2 separate regions of the Rattus norvegicus genome follow, and region 1 is linked to region 2. The links are chromatin contacts, called in public Hi-C maps. All regions are on one chromosome and are shown on one strand. The core of a region is the stretch at or near the end of the contact, and the rest is flanking DNA. Distances in the headings are between cores, read along the strand shown. Region 1 overlaps Dscaml1 (DS cell adhesion molecule-like 1). Region 2 has its middle 17 kb from the start of Tmprss13.

Region 1 (3,597 bases), core at 276-2,775, 440 kb after region 2:
CACACACACACAGAGAGAGAGAGAGAGAGAGAGAGAGAATGAGCACAGAAAACTGTACTCCGATTTTCGAATAATTGTGCACTCCTTGCCTCAGGGTGACTCAGAGTCACAGCCCAGAAGAGGCAAGGTTGTATGATCCCAAATTTGCAAAAGAACTAAGCTCCCCGACTCCGGGAGTGGGGGGAGGGATGCTCAGGCCACATGGGTTACACACCTGGGAAGGACAGCAAAGCATCAAAACCATTGCACTGCCCTAGAGTCATGGTATGAACTCAGCAGTCCCCAGATACCCTAGCTTAAAAGGGCTCAGAGTGGCTCTGCACCTGTCCCCAACAGGAATTGTGCACAAGATTAGACACAGCATCACTCCCCCACCCCACCCCAAGAAGGGAGGAGGAACGGTGCCAAGATACCTGTGCACATTGTAAGGGTGTGTGAGCCTTCTCTCAATATTTCCCTGCAGACAACCTGAGGCCACAAAGAGGACTTTCTTTTTTCCTGTTACAAGTCCTCGGGTCCTTCTGCTCTCCCACCGGCCATGGAGAATGTCCCTCGGTGACATCCATCTCTCCCGCACATGTGTGCATCCGCACAGTCATGTGCAGGAGAGCCTGTGTGCAAGATCTCACGACGGCAGAGATAACTAATTACCAGCTCCCTCTGGCCTCAGGGCCCCCATCTGTTCCAGGAACTGTTTCCCCCCTTCCTTGGACTTGCGCCCTGATCTCAGAGGGGCCCTAGTGCTCTCCTCTCCCCCACTCCCTGCGGCTGGCCAAAAAATAAAATAAAATGAAAATCAGCCCCATCCGGCCGATGCCAGGGAAGAGGCTGACAGGAGGTCTACAAACTAGCGCTTTATCAAAAGCGCCTTCTCAAATTCATTTCAATATCTGAGCCTCTGGTTTCCAAGGCAACATAATCTTTTCATCAAAGCAACTGGTAAAACCACTGGGATCTGATATTGTTTTGTTGGCAACTTGTCAAAACTGTCATTTGGTTTAAAAAAATGTTATAGATTTATGTAACCTACAAATATATATGGTGGACCATACCACTAATAATCACTAATGAAGTACTGCCCAGTAAAGCTCTCCCTGCTGCCTCTCTACCCCTTCCTGAGAAGGAAAGAGTGTAATTAGGTGGCAGGGAAGGGAGGTGACTAAGCAGGGGACAGGCTGGAGGGCTGGCTACAGCTCTAACAAGGCAAAGGCAGTCATTTGGTTTCTCCACAGAACCTCTCTCTTTGCATGTGGTCTTCCTGGGACCCCGAGTCCCTCGTTCTCCTTTCTCTGACTGCCTCTCACCATTTGCTCAGAATACCCATACGTGTTGGCCTGTAGCCACAGCCCCTAGAGCCTATATCACCGAGATGGGTACCAAGGTTGGCCAACCAATACTGCAGGACTGGCTCCATCAGCTCCTGAGGCCGAGCCCAGCACAGAGCTGTACGCTGTTCTCAGGCTGAGAAAGAACGTGCTGGACCGATCCTGCCCAAGGCACCGAAGACAATGGCAGGCGAGGGGCCAAGGCTTCTGTTTCATGGCATGACTTTGTCTCTGCCCACAGGCTCCCAGCGAGTACGAGACCAGTCCTGAACAGCTCTTCTACAGGATCGCCCATCTGAACCGGGGCCAGCAGTACTTGCTATGGGTGGCTGCGGTCACCTCTGCAGGCCGGGGGAACAGCAGCGAGAAGGTCACCATCGAGCCTGCTGGCAAGGGTGAGAAGCCTGTGCCTGGGGTCTGATAGCAGTGTCCAGAAGCTCATTTGCAGAATTCTGGCTCGTCCCAAATAGGTGCTGTGTCCTCCCTGATACCTATGAGTTTGGCCGCGAGGAGTTGGCCACTAGTCTCCCTTCTGCATCCAAAGAATAAGCCTCTGCTGCCCCCTGACTCTGGGAGAGTCACACAACAGGCTACGATCAGCCTCACTGGCTGTGCTGTTAACTCTCCTCTGACTTGAGAGTCCCCTTCAGCCCCCATCCACAGCAGAGCCTTGATCTTAGCACTCAACTCCTGAAAGAGGGGCACCTCAGGATATGGGGTACACTGATGCTTCCATGGGGCCTTTGGGACTCCAGAGAGAGCCTCGTGCTGCAACCAGAAAGGGCAGGCAGAAGGTTCTCTCTGGCAATGCTCCTATCCACCAGCAAGCTCAGGATCAAGACCTTCTCGGGACGGGCCTCACCCATCCCTGGTCTAGTCATGAGGGATTCCCCATAGGTACTCCCAATCTTTTAAGAGAATGATAGCTCTGAGGCCCTTAGCCATACCCAGGATCAGCCACAGAATGGAACAATGGCCTATTGTCTATCTTGGCCAACAGTGAACTTCAAATCTTCCAGTGTCTCTAGCCTCTAGGCCCTTCCTCCTGCCCCTTCCCCTCTCTGGCCAATCCCGAGCTCACCTGACTCTCCCAGGCCTGGCTTGCCTTGGGAAGAGAGAAGCCACCCTGTTGGCCACAGGGACAGAGCCAGCAAGCATCCACTAGAGGGTCCATGGTAAGCAGGGGCTCACACTTGCAGTCTTCCATCCAGCTGCATGGCCTGGCCATCCTAGACAGTTGAGATGTGCTGTGTTGACCCCTGTAGCTCTGACTCAGAGCTCCTTGCACATCACTGTCTCTGTATCCTCACCTCCCTTCTTCCTTCTCGGGATACCACCTACCCTTTCTCCAGATCTCACATCCTTCAGAAGCAAAGGAGCCTAGAGCCTGCCCGCTTCCCAGGACAAGGTCCTAGAACCTGAGAGCTCTTGGCAGAAAGTCTGTGCTCTGCCCCTGTGGGCATTAAATACAATCTACTCCTACACAAACAGAGCTATCCTGTGAGGTAGAACACTTGAACTACTGCACCTCTGCCGTGCTTACACAAATTCACACAAATTCATACTTACACACATGTACACACAGCCTCTCCTACCCAACTTGCCCTTCTCCTTGTGCGCCTTGCCCCTACTAGAACACCATCACTCCTAGACGGCATGAAATCCTGGGAGACCTCATCACCCACTATCTTCTTCAAAACCAGCAGAACTCACGTCCCCCCAGTCCTTGTCCCCATTTTGTCACAGGACCACCTCCACCAAAGCAGCCAGTTTACCCAAAAGTCTCCCCTGACTTGCACTGTAAATGCTGGGAGCCCTGTGAATGGGGCTAGGGGGAAGGTAAAGGGTAAAAGGCAGTCTGGCCCTCATGTTCTCCTCTCTATAGCCCCAGCAAAGATCATCTCCTTTGGAGGCACTGTAACGACACCCTGGTTGAAAGATGTCCGACTGCCTTGCAACTCCGTGGGAGACCCAGCCCCGGCTGTGAAGTGGACCAAGGACAGGTATGTGGAAGGCCTGGAGGAGTGGTATGGATCCTGGGAGAGAAGTAGCTGCTTGGCCCTCACTCTGCCCTGTGGTGGTCCTATAGGGCATAGGACACTGCTTACAGTAGTTTCCAAACCACTACTTCCCCTCCCCCAACCATAACTTTCTTCCTGTGTGGACGAAATGACAGAAGCTCACCGGAAAACCCTGGGAAATACAGAACAAAATCCAAGAGCCTAACATCCCCTGCAAGCCTCCCCCAGCCTTCCTTCCATTTGCCCTTGAC
Region 2 (3,445 bases), core at 126-2,625:
AATGAAGGGCCTGTCTCAGGGGCCTACACTCCAGCATACACAAGGACATTGCCACCTTTAAAGTCATGTTAACCACTTTGCCCCGTTGGTCTCATGTTAGTGTGTCAACTCTGAAGGGACCCACTGTTCACCTCTTTCCCCTCCGTCCTCACTGTACTCACTGTTTTTTTTTTTTTTTCATTGTTTGTTTATGTGTATGTTTGAATGTATGAGTGTCTGGCCCACATATACGTCTAGTGTGTGTGGCCACTAGAGGGTGCCAGAGCTCCTGGATCTGGAGTTATGAAGAGCTGTGGATTACCACAAGGCTGCTGGGAATTTAACCTGGGTCTTCTCTAAGAGTTTTAAGATTTATTTATTATATATGAGTACATTGTAGCTGTTTTGAAGAGGGCATCAGATGTCAGCACAGATGGCTGTGAGTCACCATGTGGGTGCTGGGACTTGAACTCAGGACCCGTGGAAGAGCAGTCAGTGCCCTTAACCATTGAGCCATCTCTCCAGGCCCCTCTTCTCTGTCTCCCTCTGAGACCTTCTTGCCATCCTGTCTGGCTCAGATCACCATATAGATTCTTCCACTTTCAACCAACTACTCTGTTTCCCTTTCTTTTCTCTATAGCTTTCGTTGTTACAGAAATAATCCATTAGTTAATTTGTCAGTTGTCACCTGCCTCCCTCTGTCCCATCTCTTGGAGTACGGCTCTTGCCAGTCTGCATACCCAGGATACCCAGACATGTGCCAGCAGGACACAGTCACCCTGTCATAAGGCCAGGGCTGTGCGTGAACAGCATGTTTTGTTCCTCTAAGCTAAACCTCTGGGCAGTGGGACAGGATGTCTAATCTTTTAGGTTTTTTGACAATGTCAGCCTCCACTGTGACCCTTCCCTTCATACAATAATGTGAGCTATCTGTGCAGCCTTGGGCTGGTGGCACTTTGGGGTGTGAAGACTCAAGAATATGGTATAGTGTGGTATGCCAAGTGGTACAGAAAAGTGGATGCATTAAGAGGATGTAGATCTAGAGGGACCTGAAGCACAGGCTTCCCCAACACCTCCCTGGCAAAGCCCAGGATATCTTAGAGAACTCCGAGAAGTCCGTGACATTGACAAGATGATGTTTCTTCAAGAGGATGCTCAGGGGAAAGATCACAGTGAGAAAATCATAGGAGAAGTGGACTGGAAAGAGAGGTATCTTGTACTCGGAGCTACGGGGTATGAGGCAAATGAGGAAAGCCAGGAAGTGGGAGGAGCGGAGTTTTTCCGAATTATGTCACTAGGTGGCGCCAGAAGATAGAAACTGGAAGGCTATACACTCACGCGAGCAGGCAGATTCTCGGAGTCACTTCCCCGGAAATGACTCAGCAGGCGTGACTTCAGCAGGTGGGGGCTCTTCCGCTTGCGACCCAGGCAGCACGTCATCACCTCATCGCCTCATTTCAGCAGGCGCTGGGCGCCGATGAGGTGGTCTTCGAGTTTCGTTCACGTATTACCCGCTCTTCACTCAACATCAGTCGGGGTTCTTTTGTATCTGAGCAGTGTAGTGGGAGCACCTGACTGATTCCTGCACGGAACAACGTGAAGTAAATGAATGACACAGTAGAAAACACTCTGACCCAGCCCAGCACAGCTCACAGTTCTAGCGCATTCTCTCTCCCCCCCCTGAAACCAGGCATCACTAATCAATTTAACCCTGTGCCTGACATTTATGACACACTGCCCTATAGTCTGAGTAGCCTGTTTAAAAGCACATATCTTATCTCCCCAACTGTGGAATGCAGCACATGCTGGTCATATCTTATTAATCACTTTTATCTCATGAACATCCCTCCCTGACATTTAGCATAGTATCTGGACCACTGGCCTCTTTGGTCAAGATCTGATGATGTGATGGTAAGGGAGGAAGGGAGGAGGAGATCCATAGGCCATCTCCAGTGAGGCTGTTACCCTGCCTAGCAGGTCCTGCACATCATAGATATTAAGATGACAAAGGTCATTGAGGCAGAAAGGTGCCTGGGCTGGATGTGAGGGTACCCAGCAGTTTTATTTCAAGACGCTGCGTATCTTAGGCAGAAAGTGGTACAGAGAAGCCTAATGGCGAGGACTTTACCACCCCCACTGCTAACAGAGCAGTTTGGGCCATGCTGGACAAGGACCCTGTTGACATCTCCTACTGGGCTGCAGTCTGGTAATAGAGGAAAGCAAGGCATAAACGTCAGTAAGGAGGCATCCAAAACACTTCTCTGTCTATGGGGCGCTGAGTCCGCACCTCGGTCTACACAGCAGTCATTGTGCTTTATAAAAGGGCACCAGGATATGTTTGATAGAACTGGGTATGTGCAGTGGGAGGGGGCCTCAGCAGGCCCATGCTGAGACATCCGTTCCCTTGAGGTACCAGCCATACGACAACGATGGGTGACAGGTATAGTGTAGAGTTTATGGCATGGGAAAGGGATTGGGAAGGGAGACAGAAAGACAGAGGCAGGAGGGGAGAGACGACAGCCAGGAACATGTGGAGAGAGAGGGGGAAGAGGAGAGAGGGAGAAAGGGTCAGGGAGAGGAGAGAGTCAGAGAGAGAGAAGGGGCAGAGAGAGCAAAGAGGGGTTCATAGCAAGCCAGGCCTACCTGGCTGTTGCCAGTAATGCTGGGCGGAGCCTAGAAGGAATGCTAAGAGCAGCCATGCCACTGTACCCCATTGTCTACTCCCCAGTTCGAGGTGAGGGTGGTGTGAAGCCATGTGCACGCTGCTGACTGACCAGGGCCAGAGCTGGAAGGAGGAGGTGGTTACCAAAGATACTCAGATGCAAGGCTTGCACATGCCCACTTGTCTGTAGGGGCAGCTTCCCAGGTCTGAGGATGGAAACCTCACCCTTTACTAATCTGATGCCATCTTGAGGCACCTGGGCCTATCTTTGGGGCTTTACGGGGAAGACCAGAAGGAGGCCACCCTGGTGGGTATGGTGAATGATGGGGTGGAGGACCTTTGCTGCAAATATGTCACCCTCGTCTCCACCAAGGATGAGAGTGGTAAGGATGACTATGTGAAGGCCCTGCCTAGGAATCTGAAGCCCTTTGAGGCCCTGCTGACCCAGAACCAGGGAGGCAAAGCCTTTATCATGGGTGCACAGATCTCCTTGGTCGATTATAATTTGCTAGATATGCTACAGCTCCACCGAGTCCTGGCCCCTGGCTGCCTAGACAACCTCCTCCCTCTCTCTGCCTATGTGACCCGTCTCAGTGCCAGGCCCAAGATGAAGGCCTTTCCGGCCTCCCCTGACCATGTGACCCGTCCCATCAATGATCAATGACAATGGCAAACCATAGAGGACACAAGAGACAGGAGCTGCTTGTTCTCCTCTTCTCAAGTCTAATAAAGTTTGTAAGACAAAAAAAATCAGTAATAAGTAATAATATTCATTTATTCTTCCATGCAAGGACATTTCATTCA

Evidence for each region. A called contact is a pair of places that touch in the nucleus more often than the background predicts.
Region 1: a contact with region 2 is called in a Hi-C map of the A7r5 cell line, with 2.7 times the contacts expected there. The contact joins two enhancer-like sites. A contact is called at or near these places in 3 of 12 Hi-C or Micro-C datasets (the A7r5 cell line, frontal cortex and mammary epithelial cells).

What each region holds. Positions count from the first base shown.
Region 1 is chr8:54,940,221-54,943,817 of GRCr8, forward strand. It overlaps Dscaml1 (DS cell adhesion molecule-like 1), which reads left to right. Exons shown (of 33, transcript NM_001108141.1): 21 at 1,567-1,720; 22 at 3,211-3,328. Among named protein-coding and RNA genes, the nearest start is that of Cep164, 89 kb to the right of the region's middle. Within about 2 kb of position 1,526, at least 34 of the 93 cell types and tissues checked have an H3K27ac peak or open chromatin away from gene starts, as enhancers often do.
Region 2 is chr8:54,503,891-54,507,335 of GRCr8, forward strand. It overlaps the pseudogene Gstp1-ps4. Among named protein-coding and RNA genes, the nearest start is that of Tmprss13, 17 kb to the right of the region's middle. Within about 2 kb of position 1,376, at least 80 of the 93 cell types and tissues checked have an H3K27ac peak or open chromatin away from gene starts, as enhancers often do.